Regions from separate parts of the Hordeum vulgare genome. Here all the other regions are linked to region 2. The links are chromatin contacts, called in public Hi-C maps. All regions are on one chromosome and are shown on one strand. Each heading gives the region's core, a stretch centred on a gene start, on an enhancer-like site or on the middle of the called end of the contact. The rest is flanking DNA. Distances are from core to core; before and after follow the strand shown. Region 1 holds the start of LOC123437379 (histone H4). Region 2 has its middle 17 kb from the start of LOC123437395. Region 3 holds the start of LOC123437427 (probable E3 ubiquitin-protein ligase ATL44).

What was found. Hi-C and Micro-C count contacts between places; a contact is called where the count stands out from the background.
Region 1: a contact with region 2 is called in a Hi-C map of seedling, with 2.2 times the contacts expected there. The contact joins the promoter of LOC123437379 here to the enhancer-like site in region 2. A contact is called at or near these places in 1 of 6 Hi-C or Micro-C datasets (seedling) and 1 of 1 datasets of contacts at active chromatin or transcription factors (embryo).
Region 3: a contact with region 2 is called in a Hi-C map of seedling, with 2.8 times the contacts expected there. The contact joins the promoter of LOC123437427 here to the enhancer-like site in region 2. A contact is called at or near these places in 2 of 6 Hi-C or Micro-C datasets (leaf and seedling).

What each region holds. Positions count from the first base shown.
Region 1 is chr1H:364,621,038-364,623,931 of MorexV3_pseudomolecules_assembly, reverse strand. LOC123437379 (histone H4) reads left to right here and starts at 1,591. Exons shown (of 1, transcript XM_045115705.1): 1 at 1,591-2,134. The coding sequence starts at 1,682. The coding sequence ends at 1,993.
Region 2 is chr1H:364,775,353-364,778,052 of MorexV3_pseudomolecules_assembly, reverse strand. No RefSeq gene overlaps it. Among protein-coding and RNA genes, the nearest start is that of LOC123437395, 17 kb to the left of the region's middle. Within about 2 kb of position 1,417, at least 3 of the 3 cell types and tissues checked have open chromatin away from gene starts, as enhancers often do. A contact at or near this core is called in leaf and seedling, where this site is marked.
Region 3 is chr1H:364,937,558-364,940,257 of MorexV3_pseudomolecules_assembly, reverse strand. LOC123437427 (probable E3 ubiquitin-protein ligase ATL44) reads left to right here and starts at 1,432. Exons shown (of 1, transcript XM_045115709.1): 1 at 1,432-2,700. The coding sequence starts at 2,590. It overlaps LOC123437411 (putative pentatricopeptide repeat-containing protein At3g25060, mitochondrial), which reads left to right. Exons shown (of 1, transcript XM_045115708.1): 1 at 1-1,328. The coding sequence ends at 1,043.

The sequences.
Region 1 (2,894 bases), core at 342-2,841, 150 kb after region 2:
AAAAACAAGCCCCCGTCAGATGCATCCAACATAATAAGTGGCGACACTAAGACATGCCACATGGCGTGCTGGGGCACGCATGAGCTGCTCCCGGGAAGGGCCCCCGCCGATTAGTCATATTCAAATTAAATGTTAGAGCATGGGTCCCTATTGAAAATCCTTACGAGCATTATATAGCTCGCTTTCAGCGATGCCGAGGAAAGCCTCCTCTAAAGGGAGGTGCGAGATGAGCCGCCCCGACGTTTGGGAGGCCACATTTTTATTAATTTTTGTTTATACATTCAAACATTTTAAGTAAATATATTACAAAAGTAATTTACATAAATAAATGGAAAAAATGTTAACCAAGCATTTGAAAAAGGTTAAATGTGTATAGAGAAAAAGTTTCACATTTATACAAATTTTATATACAAAGTGGAAGAAAAAAAGTTGATTATTATTTAAAAAATGATAATCAAGTATTTAAAAGACGGTAGTACTATACATGAAAATGTTAATCAAGCATTTGATTTTTTAAATGTGTACAAAAATGTTGACCATGTATCAAAATAAATTTAAATTAGAAATGAAAAATGTTAACGAAGCATTTGAAAGTGTATATAAAAATACTGAACAATGTAATAATAATTTTTAAATCTTGTATTTGAATTATTCTAATAAATTTATAAAAATTTAAGTTTTTTTACCATGTTTTAGTAGTATTAAATATGTATAATAAAATTGTATTAGTTATATAACTAAAATGTAGAATGTGTAGAAAAAACAGACTTAAAAAAAGATAAAATAATGTTGATCATTAATATTAAAATATTCTATGTGTATATAAAATATGTTTCTGATGCTTATGAATAGTGATGATGGGTACAGAAAAAAATTTAAAATGTTCTGAACAGAAAAAAAAAGCTGATAAGAATCGACAAAAAGAAATAAATAAAAATAAAAAGAAGAGAAATCAAAGAAAACCAAAGTATAACAAGAAAGAATGAAAAATGGAAGAAAACTAGTAAAACACAAAAGCAAAGTCTTTCGCAAAAAAAAACACAAGAGCAAACTAAATTTACAAAATAAAATCAGAAAAACCATCGACAAAAGGAACCAAAGTAAAAAAAAACATAAAACAAAACGGAAAAGGAGCAACAAAATCAGACCTGTGCAACCATTGTACTGGAAGAATGATAATCCGACCGAGCGAGGAAACACGTTAATGTTTTTCGCAAAACAAAAGAGAGAAAATACGTTAATGTGCCGGCCCATACCTGCTAGCCGACCCGTGCGTTCTGGTCGCGGCCTTCTCTTCCGTGTATCAGCTGGCCCTTGGGGTAGTTTCTCAAAAGAAAAACACACAAAAAAGCTGGACCTTGGGTGACTGCAGCTCCACAATCATCCCCTGCCACGTCACCGATCCGCACCTCCTCCGTTCCTAATCCAACGCTTCGCAACCACCATCCGCACACGGATCGATCTCCTCCCGCCGTTTCTCCCAGCCACGTCACCGATCCTCGCCTAGCCCTCTCCACGAATCAGACGTTCGTAACCCAGCATCCCACGGATCCGTCCCCAAGCCTCTCTCCGGTATAAAGACCCCCCACCGCTCAACACCCACCGCATCACACATCAATTCCCCAATCCCCTCCAATCTCACCCTCGGAGCAGCAGAGCCATCCAGCGAGCGTCGCCAGCCATGTCGGGCCGCGGCAAGGGAGGCAAGGGCCTGGGAAAGGGCGGCGCGAAGCGGCACAGGAAGGTGCTGCGAGACAACATCCAGGGGATCACGAAGCCGGCGATCCGGCGGCTGGCTCGGCGGGGCGGCGTGAAGCGCATCTCCGGGCTCATCTACGAGGAGACCCGCGGCGTGCTCAAGATCTTCCTCGAGAACGTCATCCGCGACGCCGTCACCTACACGGAGCACGCCCGCCGCAAGACCGTCACCGCCATGGACGTCGTCTACGCGCTCAAGCGCCAGGGCCGCACCCTCTACGGCTTCGGAGGCTAAGCCCTCGCGTGGTGCAGGTGCTTCGGGTGTAGTTGTGGTCAGGCGGGTCGTCGTTCTCTGGTGTGCTGGTCATGTGTGTGCAGCTGCGTGCTGGTGCTTGTAACGAGTTCCAGATTCTATAATATGGATATTCATCTTGCATTCGATTTGAATCGTAGTAGTATATATATTCTGGACTCCATAAACGTAGATTAGAATCCCCTTCTTCTAATATCATTATCTCGTCTTCCGGCTAATGGCAATACAGTATTGGGTTTGTTTGGTGAATCCAGAGTTCAAAACAGTCGATGGATCGCTGTTGATAGTATCGCCAGCTGAATGCTGAACTCTATGGGAGTAGTTTAAAAAAAAAACTTGTTCGGTTTTCTTTTTCGACTGAAGCAGATTGCTTCAGTTGGCTTGTATCAACGAGAGGTTCGATAGTTTGTCTCCGCAGCTGTCGGCAGCATCGACATCAGCCGGACGAGCATGCTGGACGAGCTCAAGAAGACCCTGGACCTGAGGGGAATTCAGGTGAAAAGAGAGAAGCAAAAATTGTCATCTTTTTAAAGAAAATATGTGCGTGCTTTGTCATGAACCATGGTTGACTTCTCCTTGGTTTTGGATCGTGTTGGCTGTCGCCAGGCCGCCTGCCTGCGGCCCAAGGCGCGGCACACGTTGTGGGTCTACAAGCGCTCCCCGCTAAGGCCCAGGAATCCAAAGCTCACGTGGAGCAGATCATTGAAGGTTGTCAAGAATCGGCGGAGTCCCCCTTGAGGTCGTTTTTATCTGAGGCCTGCGTCAAGAAGCCGCCTCCTGACGTCCACATATGAGCGACATGAACCATGCAGGACGATGTTAAAGTCGGTGCCGACAGACACATACACAAACCGAGCCAGCCTGCAGGTTCCAAAAGCAACCC
Region 2 (2,700 bases), core at 168-2,667:
TCTAAAGATGAGAAAGAAAAGTGTAAGGCCAATGCCAAACGGGAAAGGTCTACCTCTATGTTTAGTAGAATGACTAGGTGTGCCCTAGCAGAATGTTTGGTATTATGAACTGAAGAATGTATTATTATGCCCTTATGTTGTTGAATATGTCCTTGAAATATGCATGAACGTTTATGTATGTGTTATGTTCTATGTTGTTTGTGTGGTGAATGTATTATTTACGTGCATGAGCGTGTAAGAATCTAAGGACGGGCAAATGAATAAGATGAAGAATATCGTTGCACCGACGGACATATGAGGATCGACCGTGGACATGTTCAAATATATCCACTGACATATGAATGACTAAATTAATTCAATCCAATTAGTGATGCTCTAACAATTTAAAGGAGATGCACTGCCGAACTTGTTAACAGCCACCACCATTCCCGCAAAAAAAAAGCCACCACCACATGGCATACACTACATTATCATATGATGTTACTTTCATAAGCACATTAACATCACCTTTTTGTTCTCTTTGCTCGTTGAAGCTTCCGATCCACGGCGTAATCCGGGGCCCGGGGTAGCACAGTCCACAGTACCACGTCACTAAGTACTACCTTTTTGTAACACACGTCACTACGTCACTAGTAACAACTTACACCGGCCGATCGATGGGATAACACGTCAGTACGTTCGGAAGAAGCTTAACAAGTGAAACGACAAGCTTGTACGTATATCATGCATATATCAGCAAGCTGGCCGCCGGCGAGAGGTCGATCATATATCATGCGATGCTGACGGCGGCAGCACGGCCGGACGCAACACCCGTACGTGGACGTAACAGCGCATGGGCGCGTACAGGTGTCGGCACGGGCCTCCGGCCTCACCGCTGAGTCATCACCGGCCGGCCTGCGGCGGCGGGGGGTCGTTTCATGTGCCCGCACGCGTCGACAGCGGAGTGGCTCAACGAGGCGCCCATGCTTCCTTTTTCGGCGCTGGACGATGCCAAATTGTCTCCACCCTGGGGTACGGAGACGCCTGGTCCATCCGGAGCCTCAGCGATTTCGGGAGTAGTACGTGTAAATGAAGCGCGAGTTGCTCCCTCCTTTCGCTCCGTCGGTCGTGTCTTTCGCCAAGTTTCGGAGAGAACATCGTCGTAAAGGTCGTGTTTTCCTGCGGCAGTCTTATACTCTTATGGTCGAAATTAATGCGCGGATCCGTGGCGGGTTTGCCGCGCGTACGAATGCTCTCCTGTGCAAGGTTCACGCTGATCGGTGGGAAACTTGATTTGGTTGAAGCTTTTGTCATCGATGAGTTAGTGGCCATGGTGATGGCGCCATGCGATCAGTAATTAAGGGTTGTCTTAATGATGCTATATTCCAAGCTTTTGTGGACAAGGCTTCCGGATGCCCGGTACTACTACTCACATGAGTAGGTGGCGCATATCGGACCCGCAGTGTGCAGTCTCGGACTAGTGGTCCGTACCTCGTCCAATGCACACAAAGGTTGACACCGCGCCTACTTTGAACTTAGGTTGCAACGGGAGGAGAATGTCGATGATGATCCCGGTGCATATGTGTGTGCAGTTAGGCCAAGCGTCACTTTCCGACCTTGACGCGTGTTTTCTGTTGGCCTCTCGTAGTGAGACTTACGACAGCAGAGTGTCTGCTTCAGCCTTTCGGGAAGGTTTTCGGGTACTGCTGGAATTGTACAAGCAGAGCGACCTTGCTCGGAGAGCCGGTATATATGGACCTCTCCTTCCCACGTTCGAAGCGCGGGAAATATTCGCTCTTGTAGAGTTGAACTGTTTTCTGTTCTTTCTTGTGTACTTCATCCGTTTCTAGATATATTTTTTTTTAAAAATTCACTATAAACCATATATAGATGTATATAAACATATTTTAGACTGTAGATTCACTTATTTTGCTTCGTATGTAGTTTTTATTAAAATCTCTAAAAAAACATATATTTAGTTACAAAGGGAGTAGTTTTTTTAAAAAAGAGGTTAAATCCCTGGCCTCAGCATTACATCCATCGTTATTAATTATTCGATAAAGATCTAACAAGAACATACAAAGCCATTCAAAGCCATCACTTACACCTACAATTTTGATAATGTGAGGTGTTCTTATTCTTCATATCTAAAATCAATGTCGTCGTCGATCCATCTATATAACGTATCGACTCTAACAACAGGTGCAACAGACCTAAAACGTATACCACATGAATACATTTTAAAAGTCGCCATCATCATCTAGCCACTGTCCCATCTTCACGCGAGAGATACGCATCATCCTTGCTATCTGACCATCCGTCGACGCCACCACGACGCCTAACAACGCCATCGTCCTGCGCTCGTCCATCCCGGCACGAAGACTCTGGAAAAATATGTCGTGCGTAACACCTGCCGAACATGCATGACACATCAGAGCACGTGTCGGTCAGGCATGACTTGACATCTTCACCGAAACTCCGTTCAAGATGAAGCCGCTCAACCTCCCACCTCTATCTTCCAATGCTGCTCCACAAGCGATGCTCTTAAGAGAGCAACGACGCCGTAGTGTTGTCATCATTCGATATGGAATACCAGATCTTAGGGTTTATCAAGAACAACACGAGCAGGTCGACATTAGTTACATGATGATGCCTTCATCAAGGTAACAACGCAGAACGCCGCCATCGCCTATCGTCAGCTCGCTTTTCACCGATACCTAT
Region 3 (2,700 bases), core at 183-2,682, 160 kb before region 2:
TCATCTTGAGGAGGCTTGAGCTTGACTGTATGGTAGGCACAGCAGTCATTGATATGTACTCAAAATGCGGCTCCCTGGCAAGCGCCCAAATGCTTTTCGATAAGGTTGTCTCGAGAGACTTGATTTCATGGAATGTGATGATTGCGTGCTACGGTGCTCATGGACGAGGCCGCGATGCCCTCTCTTTGTTCCAAGAAATGAAGAAAAACGAAGTGAGACCTGATCACGCCACATTTGCTTCTCTTTTGTCGGCTCTCAGCCACTCCGGTCTCGTAGAAGAAGGGAAATTCTGGTTCAATTGCATGGTTAATGAGTATGGAATTGAACCTGCCGAGAAACACCTGGTGTGTATAGTGGATCTCTTAGCTCGTTCTGGTCTTGTTGAAGAGGCCAATGGCCTGGTGGCATCATTGCACAGCAAACCAACCATCTCAATTCTGGTCGCTCTACTTTCAGGCTGCCTGAACAACAAGAAGCTGGAACTTGGAGAGAACACAGCAGAGAAGATCCTTGAACTACAACCTGGGGATGTTGGCGTCCTTGCCCTGGTCTCAAATCTCTATGCCGCCGCCAAGAACTGGGGCAAGGTCAGGGAAGTGCGCAAGCTAATGAAGGACCACGGCAGCAAGAAGGCGCCCGGGTGTAGCTCGATAGAGATACGCGGAGCACTGCACACGTTCGTCATGGAAGATCAGAGCCATCCTCAGCATAGACAGATCCTACAGATGGTCACGAAGCTCGACTCCGAGATGAGGAAGATGGGCTACATCCCAAAGACGGAGTTCGTGTACCATGACCTCGAGGAAGGCGTCAAGGAGCAGCTTCTGAGCCGCCACAGCGAGAGGCTGGCGATCGCCTTTGGGCTTCTGAACACCAGCCCAGGGACGAGGCTCGTGGTCATAAAGAACCTCAGGGTCTGCGGCGACTGCCACGACGCCATCAAGTACATGTCGAAGATCGCCGACAGGGAGATCGTGGTGCGAGACGCCAAACGCTTCCACCATTTCAAGGACGGAGCCTGCTCCTGCGGCGATTATTGGTGAAGGGTGTCTCGCGACACAACCTGTCCGTTGCCCATCAGCTCCGTCTTTGCTTGGTCTCAAATCTTTATGCCGCTACCATGAACTGGGACAAGGTCGTGCGGAAGCTAATGAAGCCCGGGTGTAGCTCGAATGCTCGATAGAGATACGCGGAGTTGACTGACTGACGTGGATCAGCATATAATAGGTGAGTGCCAGTTCCAGTTGTCCTCCTGTGCAACTGCAACACAGTGATTTGATTTTGACCAGATTTCATATATGAAACCGGGATAGCTACCTTTCAGAAAATTTGAAGGAAGGCTCTAGATCTTTCATGCTTCTCAAGCAACCTGATCGGATTTGACACCGTAGGGAGGATAAGCAGAATAATAACTGTGCAAACGTCTCTCATCAGTCATTGTCTGCTGAAATAAGTGGCACCCGAGTGCAGCTCCACAAGTCCACATATGCACTGCGTCTGCGTCGTCACCCCTGTTGAAATTGTGGCGAGAGTTGTAGGCGACCGTACCTCTGAATACATGACGCAGCGGTGGGTCGTCGAGGTTTACGGCGCCACGACTCTACCGCCACCACCAACACCAGTCCCGATCGCGACGTCAGCACCGCCCGTGCTCGGCGCGCCATCCCGAGCCTTCTCCGCACCGTCGTCAGTCCACGCACCGGCCTCGCGATCGTTTCGGTGTGCCTCGTAGCGGTAGTGCCCCGTCGGCGAGCGTGGCCGTCGCCGTCGGAGTGGCCGCGGGCGTCTCCTGCCGCGGGGCGGGGGAAGGCGACCCGAAGCGTGGCAAAGTTTTGCTTTGCCTTGCGTTGCTTTTCTCCGGGGGTTCGTCTTGTGGACTCATCGTGATCGCTACGAATCTTGACGTGGGAAGAGGGTCCAGATAACGCTGGCTGGACTGTCGTGGCGTTCGTTGGAGCTGCTAGTTGGTGAGGAAGAGGAACGCTTGCTTGTGAAGGAGTAGGAGTGGCGGGTCGGATGGACCTCACCTGCCCCATGTGGGAGCATGGCCATGCCGCTCGCTGCTCGAGGCTGCTAGGCTATAGCTATAGCGATTCAACTACTAGCAATTGGGCATCCGCTGCTCATGATTGGGATCGTTTTTCCGCTTGATCGTGCAGCTCTGGTTTGGCCCCGTCGTTGACTTGCCGATGAGTGCAAACTCGCCGGCTTTCGCACGACGCGGAATTTCGCGTCCGACTACAGCGCAACTCCTTTCTTCAGAAGATTCGCCGGTTTCATTTCATTGCAGAATGAAACCACATCATTCGAAAATAAACATTAATATCCCCCAAAAATGAAATTAGAAAAAAATCTTAATCTCTAATTATCTTGGCGCGTCCACGTGGGCCTTTTGAGATTTCCAGCTGGTCGACAATACCCGCGGGAAATTGCCACGGGAGCTTCGCTACGACGCATACCCGCCCGCCATTAACAATCGCAACCTGCCAATACCACCACCCTCCCCTTTCGCTTCTCTCGCGTCTCGCCACAACTTTAATTCAGCGGAAAAGGCCCCTTCCAACCACCGGCGCTGGACGAACGTGGGCGATGCTCCGGCCATCGCCGTATTCCTCGAGGCGTCTCCTCCAGAGCGGCGACCCCGGCCGCATCCCGGGAATCCCCCCGGCCGATCCGCCCGCCGGCGTCAGCTCAGATGTC